Regions from separate parts of the Mus musculus genome. Here regions 1, 3, 4, 5 and 6 are each linked to region 2. The links are chromatin contacts, called in public Hi-C, Micro-C and promoter capture Hi-C maps. All regions are on one chromosome and are shown on one strand. The core of a region is the stretch at or near the end of the contact, and the rest is flanking DNA. Distances in the headings are between cores, read along the strand shown.

Region 1 (2,700 bases), core at 163-2,662, 1.0 Mb after region 2:
TCAGCCTCCCATAGGTTGTGAGTCACCATCCTAAGGTTCAAGCTCCTATTCTTCTCCGTGGCTTCTCTTAGAATCACCTATTTTTGCAGGACTCCCATGCATGTGTTATTAAGTATGGATTTGTGCCATATTTAAAACCCGTATCTTGTACACGGCCTTCCTGTCCTATTCTGTTGGTTTATCACACTACTCGACGACTAAAGCTTTCTGGGAGCTTTCCCTCTTCTACCAGAGGAAGGATAGCCCTGGGCACGTAAGAGTGTGGTCTCAAAGATGGAAAGAAAACAAATCGTTTGTAAATACTTTGCAAACTGCAATTTCTCTAGTATGAGATTTCCTTTTCTGCTTGTCATTTCCCTCCTCCTTTTCCTTCTTTGAACTAATGGCAACGTTCTGAGAGGGAAATAGAGAAGGCGAGGAATCTAGTAACGTGGTAAACAATATGGGAGAACACCCGCAATGCCGTAATACAACACCCCAAGACAGGACAGCATAGTGCACGGGAAAACCATGGATCCAGGCTCAAAGAGCCAAGCTCCACTGCTTAGCTTCCTCGCACACCCCTAGGTAAACCCATTCTTCAAGACTTCCGACACCCTCTGTAACTCACGGATCTTTATTTCCCTTCAGACAATTCTTGTAAGCATAAAATGAGATCACCGTTTGGAAATGCATCGTAAATCAATACAGGTTTTCTAAACATTCGCTGTTTTCATTAGTCATACTGCGCGAGGCTAGAAGCCAGACACCTGGCTTCCAGCCCTGTCTCGAAGTCACTGCGTGATCTCTGCAAATCGGAAAGTCCGATTCCTAAGCGAGGTTTCCCAAGCAATGCCCACTGCAATGCTTTCAATTTTGCAGATGGGGAAACTGAGGCCCAAACCCGCTAGAGCCCAGATCACAATTGGAGGCGGATCCTGGGCATGTCCTCGGGTTTTTTGACACCAAGAGCTGTTTTTCACTGCACCAGCTCCTCCCCCCCACTTCTGCTCAGGCCTGTCTCAGCTCTGTAAAACGACGCCGGTTTCAAAAGACCCCTGAGACAGTCATTCTTCCCAGCTACGTGAATTGCGCAGCCCTGCGCAAATGCACCCTGCACGCAGGGCCGGGAGCTCCAGGGCCCGAGCCACAGGGGCCACACACGCTCCCGCCTCCCGCCGCAGCCAGCACTCACTCGAGCAGATCAGGGACATGGCGCCGTCGTAGCGCTGCTGCCAGTCGCCTCACAGAGGGTTCCCGGTTCTCTGCAGCCTCCGCGGGCCACTTCCGGTCCCCCGCCGCTTCCGGAGCGCTCGGACGCGGGTAGACAGCTGCCCAGCGTGGCGATGCTCGCACAACTGCTTCACGTGGGGAGGTGGCCGGTGGCGCGCCTCAGCCTTCTGCAGCTAACGGAAACTGCCCTTTCCCAGCATGCAACCGAGCAGGAAAAGGCCCGCCTCGAAACACTCGGCTGTTTCCGCATTGGCTCGGCTTCTTCCGGCGAGCGCTCCAAGAGGCCTGAGGCGGGAAGGAGAGAAGAAACTACATTTCCCATGAGGCTGCGGGGACCGCCAAGGCTCTTTTTTTTTTTTTTTTTTTTAGATGGAGCTGCTGTCACCTAGGGAACACTAGTCTTTGAAATGGTCGTGTGCAAGACAGATTTTTCAGGAGCTTGTAAAAGTGCAGATTCCTAGAGTCTGCCTTAGAGAGTCTGTAGGCATGATTCGGAGACCTGTGTTCCTTGGCCGGCTTTTGAGAAACAATGTGACCCTGTAAATAAAGCACAAATGAGTAAAGAAACTAACACTGCCTAAATTCTTGCTCTGGAAATATGGGCAAGCCAATGACTTCGTTGCCTGCTACGTTTTAAATATAGTCTGTTTTGTAAACTCAAGGGAATTTAGTTCCCAGCGTCTTATGTGTACGTTTAAAAGAATGGAAATTTGATGGGTGTGTTTGCAGAAGTCTTTAAACACAGGCACTGGGCTTCAGAGGCAGGCAGATCTCGGAGTACAAGTCCAACCTGGTTATATAGTGAGCTCCAATCCAGGGCAGTCAGAGCTGTGTAGAGAGAACATGTCTCAATAAGCAACCAAACAGTAAGAGTGGAAAGTTAGCACGACTATGGTGTTTTTCTGTGGTTTTGTTTTTGTTTTTTTGAGACTGGGTTTGTGTGTGTGTGTGTGTGTGTGTGTGTGTGTGTGTGTGTGTAGCCCTGGCTGTCCTGGAACTCAGTCTGCAGATAAGGCTGGCCTCAAACTCAAAGATCTTCCTGTCTCTGCCTTTTGAGTGCTGAAATCAAAGGTGTGTGTCATTACTATCTAGCTTAACTGTGGAATGTAGAGGTGGGATCTTTAGAATAAGACATTACAAGAATCCTGGTGGAGTTCATATAGGGAAAGAAAGAGTGAACAGGCACAAATGAACCAGTTGACTTCCATGGCAATGTGACACCAGCAAGGAAGAGGCCCTAGACATTGCCCACGTCATTCTCTTTGAACCTTGTGCTTCTAGAAATTTGAGCAAGGAGAACCCTCTTTTCTTTAAAGTAGCCTACCTCAGGTGTTTTGTTATAATAACAGTTCCCTGCCTCCTGCCAACTTCTTTTGTTTTCTCTACTAAAGACCGGACCAGATCGGCTACCAAGCCTGATACCCGAGTTCAGTCCCCAAGACACCCCCCCCACACACACACACACACAAGCACACACAGTAAAATAAA
Region 2 (2,700 bases), core at 94-2,593:
CCATCACATCTTGGGTATGCTCTAATTTATTTTGTTTTAGTTACTATTTCTCTAGGTACAGTCTGGCTTAGAACTCCTGATTCTCTTGCCGCAGTCTCCAGGGAGTAAAAATCACTAGACAAGCTTGGTATATCCTAATTTCAATCACTTATCCCAATACAGATTTATTCAGTTTACTAAGTTTTCTTTGCTTCTGGCAACTTCTATTCACAGTATCTCATCATCTCTCCTCATGTTTACAAAAAGTGAGTTGAGTCACAAGTGTAAGCTCAAGCTTTCTACTGTTTCCAATGTTTAAAGATTCCAAATTGGAATTCCACACTCTAGGGGAACAGCTTGTGATATAACTTACCTGGGAACTTTTAGGGGCCGTTTCTACCCAATCTTCCTCCCCCTAAAGAGCCAGCCCTGCAACTGCCTCCACACCAGAAGCAACTTCTAGCAACTCTCTATGAAATGGCAATCATCTACTGGACCAAATCAGGATGACTCGGTAAGGATTTCCCTAGCTCAGTCCTTAAACTACAAATCCGGAGTCTGTTTGGCCCCAAGAGTAGGAGTTGCTCAAGGTCACACAGCAGTAAGAGACGGTCAGCAAACAGCTCCGTTCTCCAAACAACGTCGCCAAACCCACACTTTTTCTCCCTTCTCCTAGAAGGAACTTCTGCGGGACACGCCCCCCTCCCCACTCCCAGCCTTCTTTCCAAGCCGACTGAAGTCTCAGCCCGAGGACCAGTCCCTGCCCCTCCACCTGACGGCAGCCCGCGTGCACAGGGCTGTGTGTAATCCGGGTGAAGGGGTTCCGGGGGCAGGGCGGGAAACGCTTCCGTGGGCATTCCCCGGGGATTCTGCCTCAGGAAAAACCACCGGGTAGGAGCCATGCAGGTCTCCAAGGCAGCTCCGCGAGCAGAGGCGCAAGCCAAGGGTCAGGTTACCGCACTTAACGGGCTCTCCCCGCCGCAAACCAGCGGCCGGCTCTCGCCAGTCCCGCCCCTCCGCGGTGCGCTGCGGGCCGCACCCGAGCCTCGCGGCCGAAGCGGGGTTCCCAGCCGCCCGCGCCCTGCCCCCTCCTCAGCCGCACAAGACCCGCGCGACGGGCGAGCAGAGGAAAAAAAAAGGGGCGCGCGGGCGAGGGAGGGGTCACTTCCGGTCGCAGCCACTCACCTCGTAGCGGAACATTCTTGGGGAGGGGGGAAGGGAGCGGGGAGGGGAGTGGGGGGAGGGAGGGAAAAGAAGCGCCGACTCCCCGGGCTGCTCCGCGCGCGCGGGTCTCCCACCGGCTCGCGACCCCTGGCCGCCGCCGTACGCCGGAGCGTGCGTGGGGACGTGCGCAGGCGCGCCTCGGGCTGGGCGGGCGCCCCGGCGGCGGCAGCTGCGCGGGGACAGATTTGGCGTTTGGCTTCCTAGTGTGAGCGGCGGGAAAGAGATCCCTAGGCGAGACACTGCGCACGCGCGGGCCGTCGGAGAGGGATGACCCAGAGAGCCCCGGCTTGCGGCTCCTCCTCCGTTTTCCTAACTGCACAGTTGCGCAGTGCTTTTGAGTCACGAGGTTCCCGTCACTGATTGGGCGGAGAAAAGCCTTGTGAATGTCACAGGATGCGACCCCCGAAGCGTCTCAGCAGAGAACATCGGGGATTTATTCTTGGGTGATTTCATTTAACGTCCAGTGTCCTCCTCGGGGTGCCTTGACTTGGTCTGTGAGGGGGGACTAGTATGGCAAGTCAGTATTCTTGGAAAGGGACAGGTCGCTGGCTGAATCAGTCGGGAGGCCAAGGCTGTGATTGATAGAGGCCAAAGTGTTGACAGCGTTTGGTTTTAGGAAAAAGACGAAGGCACATTTAACAAGGATTATCTAAGGTGATATTTTTAGATGCCAGGCCCTTCACCCCGTTGGAAAGCGGGAGAGCCCTAACGGGCCGCGCAGCCTTGGGGCTGGGGTCACCGCAGCAAGGTCGGTGAGCTTGGGCGCTGTGGACAGCCATTTCCGCTGAGGATGAAGCCCAGCGGAGTTTGTTCAGCTTCCGCCTCAGCACCCTGGTTCTAGAAGTCTGCTGCTTTGGTGCTTTATTGCCTGTAGCGAGACCGTTTGAGAGGGTGTCTTATTTTTTATTTTATTTTTGAGCCAGGGTTTCTCTGTGTAGCCTTGGCTGTCTTGTTATTCACTCTGTAGACTAGGCTGTCCTCGCAGAGATCCGCCTGCCTCTGCCTCACGAGTGTCACTCAGGCGGTTGTCTCACCTGGGAATGAATGGTGAACTTTAATTCCTTAACACGTTACTGTTAGCGTGACTGGATTAATCAACTAGTTTACTATAAGCATTGGATTTGAAAATAGAAGTTCTGGATTGGGAAACGTGTTTTTTCACTGCTGCGTGAAACTGGGCATGTCTTTCTAAACATCTGACCCTTCAGGTTTTCTTTCGTAAAATGGGTAAAATTATATCTACCTCACTAAGTAGTAATCGAATAGTTACATTCTCTGCTCTCTAGATAAGGAACCTGGAGGTTAGAGAGAAGTAGATAGCCTTAAGCTGCCCACCGGAAACTGTTGCAAAGTTGGCAGCTAAGATATCTGAATCCCCAAATCTGATCACTTAAGAGCAAATAGAATTGACTCTTGAAGAGAAGGCAAGGTAAGCTAATAAGTAATTTTCAAGAGTTATGAAACAAACTTTCATTTGTGAGGTAACAGGTTTTCACA
Region 3 (2,700 bases), core at 60-2,559, 1.7 Mb after region 2:
AGATAAGAGCAGCTAAGAGTCAGAGGATAATGGCTCTTAGGGGTTTCTAGCTAATGATCACTATGTAAGTCATGGATCTGTCTGGGGGAAGACACCTAAAGAAAAACGCTTGCCCACAATTCCCACTGCTTTTGGATCTGTGTCCAGACTCTAAGCCGTTAATTTGTACAGGAAGCCGGAGCCTACACTAGTACAGACAGCTCAAATTCTAATGTAGGAGTACTGCTTTTCATTGCCTTAGGGGGGAGCCACGGGGATCTCCTGGCAGAAGACAATTGGGATAATTCTGGCCCTACTGAATCCTCAGTCTGAGTTAAGTAGTTATAACACTGTTTGTGTCACAGGGCTGATGCATGATTGGAGAAAGATGAATGTTGACACATCTAGTTTACTGCCCGGCACAGAGTAACTGCTCAATAGGTATTTGTTTCCTTCCTAAAGTTGCAGAGAAGACGATGAGATAATCCCTGTGAAAGGGCTATAAACGTAAAGTTCTGTACAAATGTTAACTTCCATTGTCACTTTCTTGCCAATGTTTCTAAAGTCCAGAACATAACAACTCCAGAGAAGTAGACTGAGCCCATTGTTCTAGGAGACACAGGAATTCAATTCAGTAAACAATTATGTCCCCCTTCCCCCCTAAAAGAGCCAAGGACAATCGCTGCCATTTATGGAACCTCCAAATGCAGGCCCAGTGTTGGGCAACAGGAATACAAAGACGAATAGACATCATCCCAGAACTAGATGCACGTCAGATGGTGGTCACTAGGAGGCGTGGCAGATTAAAAAAAAGAAGTCCAGGAAACGTGGCAAGAGGTGTGTACAGACTGAGAGCTCCCAGAAGACAAGACAAGTACCTATGAGAGTTACAAGTGTTTTACCAGGAAATGGTATTTATACAAGGGCCTTGCGGGATAAGTAAGATTTCAGCAAGGGAATCCTTCCAGATAGAGATAACTGATCATAAGAAAGAAAAATAAAAACGCGAAGGTTTTCAAAGTGCACCCTGTGACCTTCAGAATTATAGTCAACAACATCATAAGCACATTGTGATGGAAACCTCAGCCTGAGGAATACACGGTAAGGGGCTTGCTTTCCCGTCCCTAACTCAAACTAGAGTTTCAGCGGCGTCCCACCCACCGGGCACTCCATACTGAGGCCTCCGCGGAAGAACGCGGTGAGGACCGGGCACACAAGAGCCCTAGGTCCTGGCCACAGCACTGTCCGTTAACTCCCATCATCTCACCATTTTGCCCCGCACAGGATAAACCACCGATCCGCCACCGGAAGAACACGTCGGCAGGAGCAAGCGCACTGAGCAACAGGAAAAGGATGTGGTCCCTTGCGCGTGGCATTGTGGGACTTGTAGTCCCATGTTCTCAGGAGTAACGGGAACTAGGACTATGCGGACCTGCTGTGAGTAGCATGGAGTCGGACTGTGGGAAAGGGTGGTGTGAAGTTTAGGTTTTAATTCATTTTTTCCCCAGAAAGAACGCCCACTATGAAAGCTGCTATCGGACCTGGTGGGGCATACACTACATTTCCCAGGAGGCTGTTCGCGCCTGGCAGATCACGTGACGAGAGCGCGGGCTTTGGAAGGCGGCGAAGCTGGGAACGATACTGAAAGAACGGGCTCGGGACTGTCCAGAGAACGCTGTGGACTCCAAACCACTGCTAGCTGCTTAAGGCTCGTGCACTCGAGACGGGGTGAGGTCTCGCGGAAGCGTCTCTGAAAGCGGCAGAGCCGCGGGAACAGCACCGGGCAGCCCGGGCTTGGGCCATTCGCTCTGCTCCGAACATTCCTCTTCGCCGGTAGGAAGAAGGTAGTACCCTCCTTCCAGTGAGGACTCAGAGACCAGAGCGTGTTCATCCTAGGGCCCTTGTGAGGAGTATGGAGCGGGGAAGTTCTGTGCCTTTAATAAGGAAATGGGTTCATGTTCTGCTGACATCCAGAGACAGTGCTTTCTTGTATTTCTGACTGAGGCAGGTGTTGGAAAAGCCCCAAGGACATTTCTGGTGAAGGGAAGTCTGGAAGACTCCGTAGAACAGTGGGGCCCAGTTAATACGGTGATTAATCAGTAGGCCTCTGGGGAGTGGGGAGCAGGGGAACTAGGTGTGTTTTTATCCTGCCTGCAGCCATTTCATTTAAGGCTTTGCTATCTGGAAGGTCCTGTGGAGGCGGGACTGAGACTATCAGGACAGAACAGGTTTCCCTCTGTGTGACATGATGGGTGGTAATAGCCTGTATTCATTCTAGCAACGTAGTAAGTGAGGTGTGAACCATATGGTTGACTAGGGAACATGGCACGGCATCTGGTGATGTGTGTATTCCATCTGGGTTTTTGGTTGACCGGTTCTGCAAGGCAGAAATGGTTATTCATTCTTATTTAACAACTCAGAAGTGACTTGTGTTACACAATCTTGAAGATGTAGAGCACTTGCTAGCAGGAGTGAGGGCTCTAGCTCAGTCCCCATTGTTATACCCACACACAGAATACCAGATTCAAGGATGAGTTTTTTATTTGATTTCTGGTCTGAGGATTCAACATGGGACTCCATGCATGCTAGGCAAGCCACTGTACCAGGGAGAGCTACAGTCTTTAGCCTTAAGACTGAGTTTTTGCTGCTTGTATTCTTAGAGGAACCACAGTAATACGAACCAGGAAGAAGTAAGGAAGGAGGGCAGGAAGAAGACCAAAG
Region 4 (2,700 bases), core at 117-2,616, 1.5 Mb after region 2:
TGTGTTGTTTCTCCAGGCTGGCTGATCAGCTGGGATTATAGAGGTAAACCAATGTGTCCTCCTTCCACTGTCCTAATTTCAAACTTCCATGGCAGTATGGATGGATTGGAGGACACTAAGTTCTGACAGCTAGGTCCTAGAGAAGGTGGGAGTGGGGCAGGGAGGAGAAAGTGGTCTGTTGACTGAGCGCTCACGGTACAACCTCTTGTCCCTTGTATAACCCTCAAGCAGGTTTTTCTAATCTCAGGAGGCCGCTTTCCTCCTCATTTCTGTGGGATTAATAATTCCTTTCTTAGTTTTTGCATTGTGAGTCAGAGACTCTGTTGAGGAAAAACTCGCTGGAGGGGTGGGTGGAATGCTGTGTTTTCTTTTACTGGGAAGGTGTATGCTTAGGAGTTGGGTTCTTGAGTCACACTGCCTGGCTTCAAACGCCAGCTTTTCTGGTCAACCAAAGCTTAATGTCTTTGAGCCTTGCTCAATGCCTCTTTTTTAAAGTATGGGAAGTAGCTTTTGGCAAAGTGACAGACACGTGGAGCTCTGGCAGAGAGAAAAGGGAGGAGGCTAGTGAGAGCAGCCGAGTCATAGAACCAAGATGATTGTTGTCGGTGCCACTCAAAGGTAGGCGCTTGTCCCAGTCCTCTGCCCACCATGGCCACACATAGACCTTGGGTGTTCTCGGAGGGGCTTGGGTATGAGCGGGTGCTAGAGCACCAGCAATGGGCGGAATCCGGGGAGGGCGGAGCCAAGCATAGTCCCACAAATCCTCAGATCTAAAAAAGACCAGAACATAACATTGTTCCGAGTTACTATCCTGAAGTGACCCCAACTGGGAGACTGGCCGCACGCCGCTGGACGTCGGGGGTGGAGGGGTAAAGTAAGTGACTTCGCCTTCAGGTACTACTCCAGTATCCCTCCTCCCTTTTTTCAGTCCCAGGTTTCTTCCTTCTGGACCCATTTTCCCTGAAGCACACACAGCTACACCAACCAAATGGCCTGCTGCGGCAAGTTTAGACAGCGTCGGACGTCGGGGCTCAGCGCTAACTAGCCCTGTGCCGGGTTTGCGCTCAGCCGCCGCCTGGGCTCAGGCTGGCTCACGGATAGGCTAGCTATCCAGGGACCAGCTTCAGCTTCAGGACCCTTCTCACGGTCCTCCTTGGCCCCGCCCCACCCCGCCCTCCCTTTGCCTATTGGCAGCCGCACGCGCGTCGGGGGTTGCCAGGGCGACGGGTCGCTAAGCTGCAAGTCAGCTCGAACTCCAGCCAGTCGGCCTCCGGCGGAGGCAGCGGGGGAGGCCGAAGGGCGGGTGGCCGAACGCGGTGCGGGGCGGCGGGGCCCAGGCGGGCGCCTCCTCTCGGCTCGGCACGGCCCCCCTCCCGGCACACAGGCAGGCCGGGGCGGGGGGCCCCCGAGGCCGGAGCGGCCCGGGCCCCGTCGGGGCGGCCAGGGCGTGGCGATGCCGGGTGGTGGCAGCGGCGTCCCGGGCCGGGGCCCGTGACCATGGGCATCGCAGAGTCCACGCCGGACGAGCTGCCGTCGGACGCCGAGGAGCAGCTGCGCAGCGGCGAGCAGCAGCTGGAGCTGAGCGGGCGGCGGTTGCGGCGGCTGCCTAGCGCCGTGTGCGCATTGAGCCGCTTGCAGAAGCTGTATGTGAGCGGCACCGGGCTGCGCGAGCTTCCCGAGGAGATCGAGGAGCTGCGCGAGCTGCGCATCCTGGCGCTCGACTTCAACAAGCTGGAGCGCCTGCCCGACGGCCTGTGTCGCCTACCGCGCCTCACGCGCCTCTACCTGGGCGGCAACCGTCTGCTGGCGCTGCCACCCGACTTTGCGCAGCTGCAGAGCCTGCGCTGCCTCTGGATCGAAGGCAACTTCCTGCGGCGCTTTCCGCGGCCGTTGTTGCGCCTGGTGGCGCTGCAATCGCTGCAGATGGGCGACAACCGGCTGCGCGCGCTGCCCGCCGAGCTGCCGCGCATGACCGGCTTGCGTGGCCTCTGGCTCTACGGCAATCGCTTCGAAGAGTTCCCGCCCGCGCTGTTGCGCATGGGCCGGCTGCACATCCTAGACCTCGACCGCAACCGCCTGGGCGGCTTCCCCGACCTGCACCCGCTTCGTGCGCTCCGAGTTTTCTCCTACGACCACAACCCAGTCACTGGACCCCCGCGGGTGGCAGACACCGTTTTCCTAGTGGGCGAGGGAGCCGTCGAGCGCATGGCTGAGCGCGACGAACCCATTCCGCGGCAGCCAGCCCGGCGTCCAACCCGGGCCTTTGATGATGAGGAGGAAGAAGACCTACTCATAGGAGGCGCAGGACCCAGGGCTCTGGGGCCCACCAGGGACAGCCTCCGAGCCTTGGAAGCTCCTCCAGGATTGGGCACCTGAGCCTCTTCCCTGAGTGATGGGTTGGCTACTCTGGAAGAAGGGACTCTGCGAGGTTGTGGTTGTTTGGATATACGGTGTTGCTGGGCCTCTTACTTGGGGCAGTGAAGGAGCATCATTGAATGAGCTGCCCGGCACAGGCAGGCCTGAGGCCATCTTCAGACAGTACTAGGCAGTAAGAAAGAGTCCCTGGGCTGACCTCTGGGCAGTTTTCAGACCAAGAAGTCTGGGATAGAGCCACTGATGGCACGACAGATGAACCGGTTCTCACCTGGAACCAGGGCCATCACTTATCCGTAGAATCATCCCTACTCTGACTCTGGATGT
Region 5 (2,700 bases), core at 155-2,654, 1.3 Mb after region 2:
CCTCTCTTTTCCTAAAATAGCAAAAGCAAGGAAAAGAACGCAGGCAAAGGCTGAGACTACGCTCTCACTTGCACTGAGAGAGCAGTTTGTACTAAGACACCAGACATGCTCACCACTGCCGGGTCTCCTGTCCTTGCTTGGCTGAGCCCCATGCTCAAGGAGGGAGTCCACAGACTCTTTAGGCTGTTTGGGCTTGAAGCCTCTGTCACAACTATATTCATTCTTGGCTGGTGTAATATAAGAGTAGCCAGGAAGGGTATCTCAACAAATGAGCATGGCTGTGCCTCGTTAACACCACAGACACTGATGTCTAAGTTTTACATGATTTTCACATTTCACACAATATGATCCCTCTGCCCCAATAGTTTAAATATGTAAAAGCCACTCAGGGTTAGATGTATGGGGTGTAGTTTATCTACCTTGATTTAAGAAGTGTACCGAACCTCTATTTAATGTTTTCCTCAATTCACTGGCTAAAGGATTCTCATAGGCTGAGCTAAAACAGAATCAGTCCCTGGGTTAAGAAGTGAACCTTCCATTACTCTCAGGAAAAGGCTGTACTCCAAACACAGTTACTTTTAGAAGTTAGAGCTACAAACAAAAAGACCAAAGGGCAGAGTTAGTTGTTTCCTCCTCAAAGACGGAGGGACACTAAGAATTCTGGGGACCAGATTTAGAGTGCAAATCCTATAAACCTGCATCTTACAATTCAAAAGTACTGCAGCGCCGGGATCCAAAGAAGAGTAACTCGGTCAGGCAAATGGCAAGCCTGGTACAGGCACCCAGTTCCTGTGTTCAGTTCCCAGAACTCATTTCCAAAGGCAGCCCCTCCAAACGGCAGGACTCAGGAGTGAGTGACAAATAATATTCCACTCAGGAGTGTGAATAAAGTCCACCTTAGCACAAGTGCTCACAGACCGGTCCTTCGTCCTTCGGACAGTCAGATTTACTCCAGGTGCAAGGGGGGTATGACGGTGACTCCTTTAGTCAGGTTGGTTCTAGCAAGTCTTAGATGAGACGCCTTTTGAAAAGCGTGAGAGCCTCTACGAACACCACCTGCGGTATGGAAGGGGCACGGAAAAGTGTCCAATTCTTACGAGGAAAAATAGGCTGAACGCCGAGGTAAGACAGAGCGAAGCAAGGAAGCGGCGGAACCACCACTGGAACCCATAACCCGGCTCTCCCAGCCCGGGTTCTATCCCACCCTTAGCCACACAGTGGGACACCTTGGGGGCAGGTCTCTGGGACCCGCCGGTCAGCGAGAGCTGCCACTCCCTAGGCTCCTCTTGAACCTCGGAGAACTGACTTTCCAGCAAGTCTGCAGACCACGGCATCCGCTACAGAGGGCGCTAAGTGAGATTTTTATAGGCTCGGCCACTTCCGGGGGTGAGCTGGGGCGTCTGGGAAATGGGGTTTGCAAGCTAAGGGGCGCGTTCCTGAGCGGTCCGATTCCTAGGAGCGCTGCGTCCTATCAGCCTTGTCTCTAACCACAGACCCCGTCCAGAGACAGGTGAAATGCTGGGGTTAACAACCTCACGCTAGGGTCGGCCCTCAGCGAGGCAAGATAGAAGAACCGGTCACAGGGAGAGCCTGAGAAAGCAAAGACCCTAACATGGCGGGCAATTAGCAATCTACTTCCGGAATTTAAAGCCAGCTTCCGGAAGCCGAGCGAGTGTTCCCATGACAACCGACGTCGGTTCCTTGAGGTGCGTGTAGATGCTGGGGATCATAGAGTGGCTGGAAGTCAGAATTTTGTGTTGCTATTGCTTTTGCTATGAGTCTTTTGCCGAGGCCTTTCGGTCTGTGAGCGGATTGGGACTGGTGAGGAAAACCGTGTTAAACTGGAGGGTGCTCGACCGCGTAGCCAGAGCGAGGGGCGTTTCTGCCTAACGGATGCCCTTGGTAGAGCCTTACCAAGTGGTGCGTTTGACTCTACTCATTTGCGAGCTGGAGGAAATGACTCTATTTATGCGTCCTTGCCTATAGCCAGGGGATAATTCTTTCCTACCTTGCAGATTGTTATGAGGATTAAAGTAAATTCTCTTGGTTAACAAGATTATCATGGCGCTGGTACCTAGAGAGATATTGTGTGAAAACTCAAGCCCAGAGAAGTTACATTCATATATTTAAAGAGAGAGAGAGAGAGAGAGAGAGAGAGAGAGAGAGAAAGAAAAGAAAAGAAAACCACGGGGCTTTTCCACCGCGGAAGGTGGACGGGTTCCGGACCCCTCAGAACCTTTGCAAAATGAGGGTTATATGCACTAAAATGGCTGCTTTTCAAGTCCAGGGATCAAGTAAAGTTATAAATATGCTCCCCTCACTTGCTGCCTCAGTGTTTCTGTCATAACCTTTATAAAGTTCCTCTAGGAGAGTACTTTGTCTTCTCAACTCCTTCTGTATGTGACACTGTCCATTTCTATGAGGACATATTTCTCACCTACTTAGATAGCACTCTATAAATTATGAAATAGGCTGGTTGTATAGTGCCTCTTAGAATACCACTCTGCCACCTACCAGCTGTGGAATCTTGGTCTAATTAGTTACCTTTGCTGAGCCTCAGTTTTCTCATCTAGGAATTGAGGGAAATAAGAATTGATTTTCTACCTTATGAGGTTATTATAAGATTTTAATAACATCTGTGATTGAAACAGTTCCTAGAGTGTTGCATGAAATATATAAGGGTTTTATTTACTACCATTA
Region 6 (2,700 bases), core at 194-2,693, 1.4 Mb after region 2:
CACATTCAAACTAGGATGACTGAGTCCTTGACTTGCCTTTAAACTAGTTTATTCAATGGTTTTTACCTTTCTTCCTTCCATCCATACGAATGGATGCCCAGAGACTTCTCAAAAAGGACAGTCAAGCTATTTAAAAAGACTGAAACACTTGGAGTGGCACTGGAATTCCACCTTTAAAGCAGTTGGTATACTGTGGCTTTTAAAGTAATTTCATGGTACACCATTGGGAGGGGACCAAGCAGGGGGAGGGACCAACATGCTCGAGCCACAAGTTGAGAGAACAGCAAAGTAACAAGCATCGAAATTATCTCCGCAGTACTACAACAAATGTAATTTTCATTTTTAATTATGGTTAGTCATTCAACTTTGAAATGACTTGGGGAAAGAATTCCACAGGCTGATTCACCATACTATTACACTTGGGTTTTTATTTGCTCTTAAAGCAAGCCCTTTAAAATTGAAGCCTGGAGGTTCAAATTAACCTAAAGAGGAATGGTCAGTCGTCTTCAAAGCCACCGCTAGGGGGAAACGCTTCGATATTACAGGGAATTATTTTGAGCTGAGAGAGAAACCACTGCCAGTAGATTGATGGAAGAAACCCCAAAACTGCTGCTAATTCCTCTCACCTGATTGAACTCTTCATCAGCGTATATATCAATCAAATCCACTCCTTCTGACATGGCTCCGGAAATACGCTCTCGAGCCCGGAGAACCGACAAAGTAAGAAAGATGCCACTACGGTATTCAGAAAAGGGTAAAAAATTTTAAGGCACAAGGGTCCCAGGCTGGGAGGAGGGCAAGGGTCAACAAGCTCTAGTCTCCCAAGACGCAGCATCCCGGCGGCCGGGAGCCTGGCCCCACCCGCTCTGCCCCGCCCCCAGCCTCGCGCCGCCCCCAGCTCTCCCAGGCCGCTCGGGCTCGCGGAGCTCGCTGCCCATCACCCGCGGGCCCGACCCGAGGTGCTCCGAGTCGGCGCCCGTAGTTGCCTATGGCGCCACCGCCAAGTCCGGGCCTCGACTCCTGAGAGGGCCCTCAGGCCGCGCTGTGAACCACCGCGGCGAACGCCGCAAGCTCAGCCCGTCGCACCTGCTAGGCCCAGGGGGCGTCCCAAGCCGGAGCCCCCGCGGGCCCGGAAGCTCCCGCCGCCTCCACACCAACGGGGCCCTGTCCTCGCCCTAGGCTAGGCCTGCCCTGCTCCCTCCCACAGCTCCAGGACCTCAGCCCCTCCCTCAGAGGCCCGCGCTTCCCTCCACCCGCTGTCTTCCGCCGCCGCCACCCCAACCGACCCCCTCCCTTCCGCGGCGCCGGCCCCCGCCCTCCTTCCGGCCCCGCCGGCCCCGGGCCGCGCGCCCCCGTTACCGGGAATATGGCGGCGGCCGCGGAGAGTCCCGACTAGGCCCGAAGCGCGCGAACCGCTCTCCGCCCCAGGTCCCGCCCCCCCCCCACCGGCGGCGTCACACGCACCGCTACTTCCGCCATACGCTCGGTTGCGCCTTCCGGCTTGGGGTCCACCTCCGCTGAAGTCCTCAGATCGACCGCCCGGAATTCCCGGAAGTGGCCCGGTTGCCAGCTTACTGTGCTATAAGAGAGAGATGGCGGTGGTCACCTTGATCCCGACGCTGGCGCGGGTGAGAGAGCCGGGTTCGGGGCGGGCTGCAGCTAAGACTGTTTCGTCCTCCTCTGTGCCGTGGAGACTGTAGGGAGAGTTCACCTACCCCACAGACCAGGGAATGGTCCCCTCAAGGCGAGGCGCAGGCTGGAGCCGATCATGCAGGGAATTTTCCATTCTTTCCTGAGCCCACGGTGTGCTCGAGTGAGAATACTGGGTAATATGTGGTTAGGTGGCCAGTCACCGTGTGAGACTCAACGCATACCAGGAACAGTTACCGAACCTCCCCCGAAAGCCTCCTAGCTTTTCTTGAGCTTCTTCCCCCGTCTCCCTTTTAAAAGCCGGTTTTAATTTGTTACTCAGGCTGGCCTCAAATTCGTAATTCTCCTGTCTCATCTTGGTTTTAAATGTTTGAGAATTTTCCGTTTTTATTCCAGTAGTGTTGAAAGCTAGTTGGTATGGTTTATCTTAAACTTATCAAGACATGTTTTTTGACAACTTGTGATCTCCTGGGCATAATTATCTGTACATTTGAGAGGAATGTATGATCTCTTGTGTGGAATGCCTGTATATCTCAGTTAAATATTCTTAAATTAGTATTGTTCTGGTTGTCTAGTATTGATTCCGACATCTATATATTCTATTCCTTATTAAAATGTGGCATTAAAATCTGTTGTGTTCCCCCACCAGTTCTGTCAAGTGTCTCTTCCATATATTTGAGTGCTCTATTAGATCCACATATATTTATGATTATTATACTTTACTGCTAACTCCTTAATACTATGTAATATTCTTTATATCACATATGACAATTTTGTTGTTTGTGCTAAGCACCAAACCCAGAGCCTTGCCTGCTAGGCAATCGCATTTTCTTTTCTTATTCTTTTTTTTAGACTAAAAAAGTATGTACATGTGTTTATCTGCCTTTGTGAGTTTATGCATACTATGTGTGTAGGTGCCCATGAAGGCCAGAGGAGGGTGTTTTAAGTGTGTCGGTGTTTCTGCAATGCTGTAGTTTTGTTAACACTCTTTTAAGTTGTTCAGTGTTCCCTCCTCCTTCCTTGCTACCCTGTTTTTTAGGTACTAAAACT

What was found. Promoter capture Hi-C pulls out the DNA fragments that hold promoters and counts their contacts. Hi-C and Micro-C count contacts between places; a contact is called where the count stands out from the background. Capture Hi-C pulls out chosen DNA fragments and counts their contacts.
Region 1: a contact with region 2 is called in a promoter capture Hi-C map of liver, with 3 times the contacts expected there. A contact is called at or near these places in 6 of 39 promoter capture datasets (cranial neural crest, hippocampal neurons, liver and 2 more), 3 of 130 datasets of targeted methods (embryonic forebrain, extraembryonic endoderm stem cells and pancreatic cancer cells) and 2 of 9 other capture datasets (liver and pancreatic islet).
Region 3: a contact with region 2 is called in a promoter capture Hi-C map of liver, with 3 times the contacts expected there. A contact is called at or near these places in 5 of 39 promoter capture datasets (hippocampal neurons, liver, maxillary cranial neural crest and 2 more), 1 of 484 Hi-C or Micro-C datasets (CD8 T cells), 1 of 130 datasets of targeted methods (thymic regulatory T cells) and 1 of 9 other capture datasets (liver).
Region 4: a Micro-C map of embryonic stem cells shows a contact between it and region 2, with 6 times the contacts expected there. A contact is called at or near these places in 1 of 39 promoter capture datasets (pre-B cells) and 1 of 484 Hi-C or Micro-C datasets (embryonic stem cells).
Region 5: a contact with region 2 is called in a promoter capture Hi-C map of liver, with 4 times the contacts expected there. A contact is called at or near these places in 5 of 39 promoter capture datasets (embryonic stem cells, hippocampal neurons, liver and 1 more), 1 of 130 datasets of targeted methods (regulatory T cells) and 2 of 9 other capture datasets (adipose tissue and liver).
Region 6: a contact with region 2 is called in a Hi-C map of CD4 T cells, with 4 times the contacts expected there. A contact is called at or near these places in 4 of 39 promoter capture datasets (hippocampal neurons, liver and pre-B cells), 1 of 484 Hi-C or Micro-C datasets (CD4 T cells) and 2 of 9 other capture datasets (adipose tissue and liver).

What each region holds. Positions count from the first base shown.
Region 1 is chr19:10,893,943-10,896,642 of GRCm38.p6, reverse strand. Prpf19 (pre-mRNA processing factor 19) reads right to left here and starts at 1,412. Exons shown (of 16, transcript NM_134129.4): 1 at 1,175-1,412. The coding sequence starts at 1,193.
Region 2 is chr19:11,911,042-11,913,741 of GRCm38.p6, reverse strand. It overlaps Patl1 (protein associated with topoisomerase II homolog 1 (yeast)), which reads right to left and starts at 1,343. Exons shown (of 19, transcript NM_172635.3): 1 at 1,165-1,343. The coding sequence starts at 1,179. Gm31092 (a long non-coding RNA gene) reads left to right here and starts at 1,335. Exons shown (of 2, transcript XR_386559.3): 1 at 1,335-1,646.
Region 3 is chr19:10,202,811-10,205,510 of GRCm38.p6, reverse strand. Tmem258 (transmembrane protein 258) reads right to left here and starts at 1,309. Exons shown (of 4, transcript NM_026919.1): 1 at 1,247-1,309. The coding sequence starts at 1,249. Fen1 (flap structure specific endonuclease 1) reads left to right here and starts at 1,118. Exons shown (of 3, transcript NM_007999.6): 1 at 1,118-1,416; 2 at 1,492-1,823.
Region 4 is chr19:10,456,113-10,458,812 of GRCm38.p6, reverse strand. It overlaps Lrrc10b (leucine rich repeat containing 10B), which reads left to right and starts at 1,366. Exons shown (of 1, transcript NM_001111140.2): 1 at 1,366-2,700. The coding sequence starts at 1,498. The coding sequence ends at 2,376.
Region 5 is chr19:10,576,090-10,578,789 of GRCm38.p6, reverse strand. Tmem138 (transmembrane protein 138) reads left to right here and starts at 1,404. Exons shown (of 5, transcript NM_028411.4): 1 at 1,404-1,706. It overlaps Cyb561a3 (cytochrome b561 family, member A3), which reads right to left and starts at 1,633. Exons shown (of 8, transcript NM_201351.2): 1 at 707-1,633.
Region 6 is chr19:10,523,987-10,526,686 of GRCm38.p6, reverse strand. Cpsf7 (cleavage and polyadenylation specific factor 7) reads right to left here and starts at 1,443. Exons shown (of 10, transcript NM_172302.3): 1 at 1,360-1,443; 2 at 627-735. The coding sequence starts at 680. It overlaps Sdhaf2 (succinate dehydrogenase complex assembly factor 2), which reads left to right and starts at 1,478. Exons shown (of 4, transcript NM_025333.4): 1 at 1,478-1,628. The coding sequence starts at 1,593.